Linked DNA regions of Mus musculus: region 2 is linked to region 1. The links are chromatin contacts, called in public Micro-C maps. All regions are on one chromosome and are shown on one strand. The core of a region is the stretch at or near the end of the contact, and the rest is flanking DNA. Distances in the headings are between cores, read along the strand shown.

Region 1 (2,729 bases), core at 163-2,662:
TTTCTGAGCCTTGGGTTCCAAGTCAAATTCATGACGATTCTGGATTCACGAATCCGTGTGAGTTAAAATCAATGTGCAGCAACTGGTGAATGCACTAAGACCATTGAAATGCTAGATTTCTTTGTGTTTACAGTCAACATCCTTGACTGCCCCCCCCCCACCCAGGTTTAGTTGGAAAGCTTCAAGCCTCATTCTGGTTCCAGATGCCTGACTGCCACCAGCTGGCTTCCCGGCCCCGCGCGCCTGGCAGTCCCAGGGTGAACAGTCGCTGCTGCCTCCAAGAGTCCCCAAGTCTGACCTGCGAAACCCACTACACTCCTTAGGCTTCTATTTGCCTACGGGTTCTTTCCTCCGAGGATTCCACTGCTTTAGGAAACTCAGACAATACAAACCAACCCCCAAACACCTGTTCCAAGATTCCAAACAGCTACAAGGTGTAGGGAGGAGCTCTTTTTGAGAAGCCACTCTCTGGAAACCCTCTGGGCTACCAGTGCAAACACGCCTCTAGCAAAGGGCCTGTGAAGTCTCTCCTGGGCTCATTTCTAGGTTAGTCTGACTAGTTTGCATCTCCCGATCAAACACCGCAGGTCCGCCATCATTCCCTAATCACTAGAAGAAGCTGTGTTTGGAGACGTAGCTTTGCTCCTCCATTCCCGTTTCTTCTCAACAAGGCGCCGAAACGTTCCCACCACACTCAAAGTAGGTTCTGGGCATTTCTGCTAAGCGCCTCCCACGGCACCCCCCAAAACAGCTGAAAATTTCCCCCAGTTAATTTAAGGTTTAAATACCCCATTGCCAAAAAGAGACAGTAAGTGTCATCTACACTGTAGGTAACACCCGCCCTCTGGGTTCCAACCGTACCAAAGAACCAATTATCAGACAGCCGAAAAGGTCCCGCTTGTCACAACTGACGTCACACTTCATAATTATCTATCCCGAACAATTTCACCTTGAATCTCAACCTGCGAACCCAGAGGGACTAATCTCCTAAAGTGACCCCGCAGCTAGCCTCTAGAATTCTGGACATGGGAGGAGATAAGCCCCAAAGTTAGGCTATCTGCCTCAGAACCCAGGAGAGTTCTCTGGGCTCTCTGGTTCCCGCCCTCTTGGAGCCCACCTGCCCCTCCCTCCACCCCCACCCTTCCTGATTAACAGCCCGGACTCTTCTCCTACTTCGGTCCGACACCGAGGGGACTCATTACTTACCTAGACGGCCTTGCCTCAAGGCGCCTACACTCGGGAAGGCCAGCTAGGGTAGCAGGGGGAGGCTTGCGGTACAGGCCAGCTGAGAGCACGTGGCGGGCCAGAGAGGAGGGTGTCTCCGAGATGAACGCTCCCTCGGGCCCGCCCCACACCCCCGGTGCTAGTAACCGGGACGAGCAGCGCGCTTTGCTGAGCTAGGCTAGGGCTGCTGTGTGAATGGAGCGGCCGAGCATCCTGGCTCCTCCTCCTTCCCTGCTGCCGGCCCCTCTTATTTGAGCTTTGGGAAGCTGGGGGCAGCCAGGCAGCTGGGGTAAGGAGTTCAAGGCAGCGCCCACACCCGGGGCTCTCCGCAACCCGACCGCCTGCCTGCTCCCCCTTTCCTTTTCCCGCCCTCCCTCCCACCCACTCATTCACCCACCCACCCAGAGAGAGGACGGCAGCCCAGGAACCCGGGCCCGCCGCCTCCTCGCCGCGATCCTGGACTTCCTCCTGTCGCAGGAGCCGGCTTCCACGTGTGTCCCGGAGCCGGCGTCTCAGCACACGCTCCGCCGGGAGCCCGGGTGCGTCCAGCAGCCGGAGCAACCTGGGGACCGAGGCCCCCGGAGCGCCTGGGCCAAGTCCAGCGCCGAGAATCCGCAGGATCGCAGGAGCGGAGAACCGTCCGCATCCGAGCCGCACCTCATGGGTTCCGACGTGCGGGACCTGAACGCGCTGCTGCCCGCTGTGTCTTCGCTGGGCGGCGGCGGCGGCGGCTGCGGGCTCCCTGTGAGCGGCGCAGCGCAGTGGGCGCCCGTGTTGGACTTCGCGCCTCCGGGCGCCTCGGCTTACGGGTCGCTGGGCGGTCCCGCGCCTCCTCCCGCTCCGCCGCCGCCTCCGCCGCCACCCCACTCCTTCATCAAACAGGAGCCCAGCTGGGGCGGCGCCGAGCCACACGAGGAGCAGTGCCTGAGCGCCTTCACCTTGCACTTCTCGGGCCAGTTCACCGGTACAGCCGGGGCCTGTCGCTACGGACCCTTCGGTCCTCCCCCGCCCAGCCAGGCGTCCTCGGGCCAGGCCAGGATGTTCCCCAATGCGCCCTACCTGCCCAGCTGCCTGGAGAGCCAGCCTACCATCCGCAACCAAGGTAAGGATTCCGGACAGCGCGACCTCCACGCGCGGTAGTGGCTCCGCGACCTGCTCCCACGCCGCTTCTCCCCTTGTCTGTTCCTTCCTGATGCCAGTTCTTACTCAGCAGCCTTCCAAGGGAGTCTGAAAGTAGCGGACAGGGAGGAGTGGGCTCTGTCAAATGCGAGTGACAACGCGACAACGCACCACCACCACCACCACTTACACATTACTGAGCGCAACCCCAGAGTCCGATAGTTCGTAGGACGCGGGAGGACATCTGGGGCCCCGGGGTGTCCTAGAGATTTCGGAACTCCACGGGAGGAGGAAGAGGAGGTTGGCTGTAACGTGTGACTCTACACCGGGGGAAAGTCTGATGCATAAGGCCTCACCAGGCGTTGACTCTTAAAACGTCTAGGGTA
Region 2 (2,729 bases), core at 161-2,660, about 11 Mb after region 1:
ACCGGACACAAGTTAAACACACTACAAACCAAACCAGGAGAAAAAACAGATTTGAAAGTTGGGAGAGGATGTCGTAAATTTTAAAATTAAAGTCTGAGCCGAGAGCAGCATTCAGGGAAGGCAGATCAGGCGGAGAGGCCGGGGACGCCGGGTGGGGGGTGGGGGGGCACAGGGAGGCCCCGCTCCCGCTGGAGGCTGCAGAACCCCAGCGAGCCAACCCAGGGAGAAGTGGAGTTAGCAAGAGAAGGAAGCCCCGGATCCCACCCCTTACCCCCCTTCGCCTCCTCCAGGAGATCCAATAAATCAAAGGGCGAAATGAAACAAAATAAAGAGAAGAAAAACGCTAATAATCAGGCCGAGAACGGCAAGGACAAGGGAAGACTAGGGTCGGTGCCTCCCCGGGGGCTAGGAGCTGAGGGTGGGGAGGAATAACGTGAAAGTTACCAGAAACATTATTTAGCAGCGGATTCCCTGCGTCCTTGTCAATTTCAGAGACAAAACAAGCAGCCGGGGCTAGTCTAGGCAGCGCGGCCCCACGCCGGCGGCTCCTACGCAGCCCGCGCCCGCCCGGAGCCGCGCGAGTAGCGGCGAAAGAGGCGCAGCGGCGGCGGCAGGAGAACCCGGGGAATCACGCTGCCGGGGTAAAAGCTGGAGCGAGGCGAAAGCGTGTAACAATTGCACACAAGTACACACACACACACACACACACACACACACACACACACACACCACTCACACGCTCTCGCCGCCCGCAGAGAACCCGGGGAATCACGCTGCCGGGGTAAAAGCTGGAGCGAGGCGAAAGCGTGTAACAATTGCACACAAGTACACACACACACACACACACACACACACACACACACACACACACACACACACACACACCACTCACACGCTCTCGCCGCCCGCCCGCTCGCTCAGCGCTGGGACACGCGCGGCCAGACACGCACACACGCACGCACACACACTCTCACACACGCAGAGGCACAGGGGGGAAAGAAGCCGGTGAATAATTTTGTTACTATTTTTTAAAATACTGGCCGCCATCATCATCAAGCAACCAGCAGCAGCCAGCTCAAAGGGAGAGAAGGCATGGGGCAGGGCCCTGTAGGAGAGGATTTATATCTAGGTAAGTGTTGGAGATTTAAACCTACCCTTTGCGCCATCAGTCTGCGCTCCAATAAACTCCTGGATGTGTCGTATATTTAATATCCCAGTCCGGATAAGAAAGTGAGCTAGGTTGAAGAGTCCTTTTTTTCCAAACCAAGGAGACTTCTCCCAATTTTCCAATGTTATTTTTTGGGGGGTGGGGAAAGCCCAGTCAAGAAAACGAAGAATTTTTTTCAGTGATATTTCTTCTTTTTCTCTTTTTTCCTCTTCTTCCTCCTCCTCCTGATCTTCCTCCTCCTCCCCCTCCTCCCCCTCCCCTCCTCCTCCTCTTCGGTCCTCCTTTACTCCTCTTTCTCTTCTTTTCCTCTTAGTTGAAAAAAAAAAAGAAAAGAAAGAAAAGAAAAAGAAAAAAAATTGTCAAGCCCCCGAACTGAAGGTTACGAGCGGCCAGTCAGCAGCCCACATGTAACCGAACTGTCGAGTTTCATGGCTTTTTGCCACTCCAGCTGTCAATCAAAGCCCGGAATGTCAAGGTAGTGAATGAATGATGGTTGATGATGATGAAGAGGAGCAATCTTTCAGACCCGTTTTTTTTTTCTTCCAGTAAAACTCCGCGAGGGGTTTCTGCTTCTTGAATTCTTCCTCCCCCCTCCCCCCTCTTTTAGCTTTGCCCCCAAAATAGCTCTAATATGATCCTCTCTTTTTAAAGTATTGTTCAAAGAAAGCAAGGAGAAAACCAAGAAAAAAATGAATAGTTTGCAAAAATTGGACTTCCTCCCCCCCTCTCTGGTAGGTATTTTGTCTTTCCCTCTCTCTCTTTCTCGCTCGCTCTCACTCGCGCTCGCTCTCTCGCGCTCTCTTTCTCTCTCTGGGAGATGAGTGAGTGTCAGTAGGTGTTGGCAGGTTGGCTGCAGCCGGGCTTATAGTAGAGCCTCAGTTTGGCGGCGCGGGTCGGCGGCGGGAGAACGAAATGACGGAACCCGGAAGTCGTGGTGGCCATAGCCCGTCCTACGGCGGAGACACATCCCGAGAGTGGGGAGCTGGAGCGAGGAGGAGCGCGCAGCGCGGAGCCTCTGATATGCAGCGAGTGCGGTCGGACGGCCCCGGGGGGGGGGGGGGGGGCTGGGGAAGGGGAGGCTGGAGCGGAGAGGACCGGAGCAAATCAGCAAGCCTGCTTCTCCAGGGGGACGACGCGGGAGGGAGAGGAAGAGGGGAGGGAGGGGGGATGAGGGAGGGGGAAAGGGGGAAGGGAGGGAAGGAGGGAGAGCGACAGGAGAGGGAGAGAGAGGGAGAGAGAGAGAGAGAGAGAGAGAGAGAGAGAGAGAGAGAGAGAGAGAGAGAGAGAGAGAACACGCGTGATTGGAGGGGGAAGGAAGAGAGGTGGAAGAGGACAGGGAGAGCGCAGACAGGAAAACTGCAGAAAGCCACAGGGAAAGTACGGTACAGACTCAGATCTTTTTATTTTCAACTTACTTCTCGTTTATTTCCCCACCACTCCTCTTGGCTCCTGCCTAACTGGGTCGCGTTGGGGATGTTTGGCATGGCGCTCTAGCTTTTGTTCGTTTTAATTCCGCGGCCCCCTTCCTCTGCCGGCGGATTACTAGGTCCCGAACTCTGCC

What was found. Hi-C and Micro-C count contacts between places; a contact is called where the count stands out from the background.
Region 2: a Micro-C map of embryonic stem cells shows a contact between it and region 1, with 17 times the contacts expected there. The contact joins the promoter of Meis2 here to the promoter of Wt1 in region 1. A contact is called at or near these places in 1 of 39 promoter capture datasets (embryonic stem cells) and 4 of 484 Hi-C or Micro-C datasets (embryonic stem cells and uterus).

Annotation. Positions count from the first base shown.
Region 1 is chr2:105,125,117-105,127,845 of GRCm38.p6, forward strand. Wt1 (Wilms tumor 1 homolog) reads left to right here and starts at 1,413. Exons shown (of 10, transcript NM_144783.2): 1 at 1,413-2,326. The coding sequence starts at 1,681. Wt1os (Wilms tumor 1 homolog, opposite strand) reads right to left here and starts at 1,394. Exons shown (of 7, transcript NR_015462.1): 1 at 1,207-1,394. RefSeq lists a promoter at 900-1,666, a cis regulatory region at 1,095-1,132 and an enhancer at 1,428-1,657.
Region 2 is chr2:116,063,648-116,066,376 of GRCm38.p6, forward strand. Meis2 (Meis homeobox 2) reads right to left here and starts at 1,411. Exons shown (of 12, transcript NM_001159568.1): 1 at 1,155-1,411. The coding sequence starts at 1,166.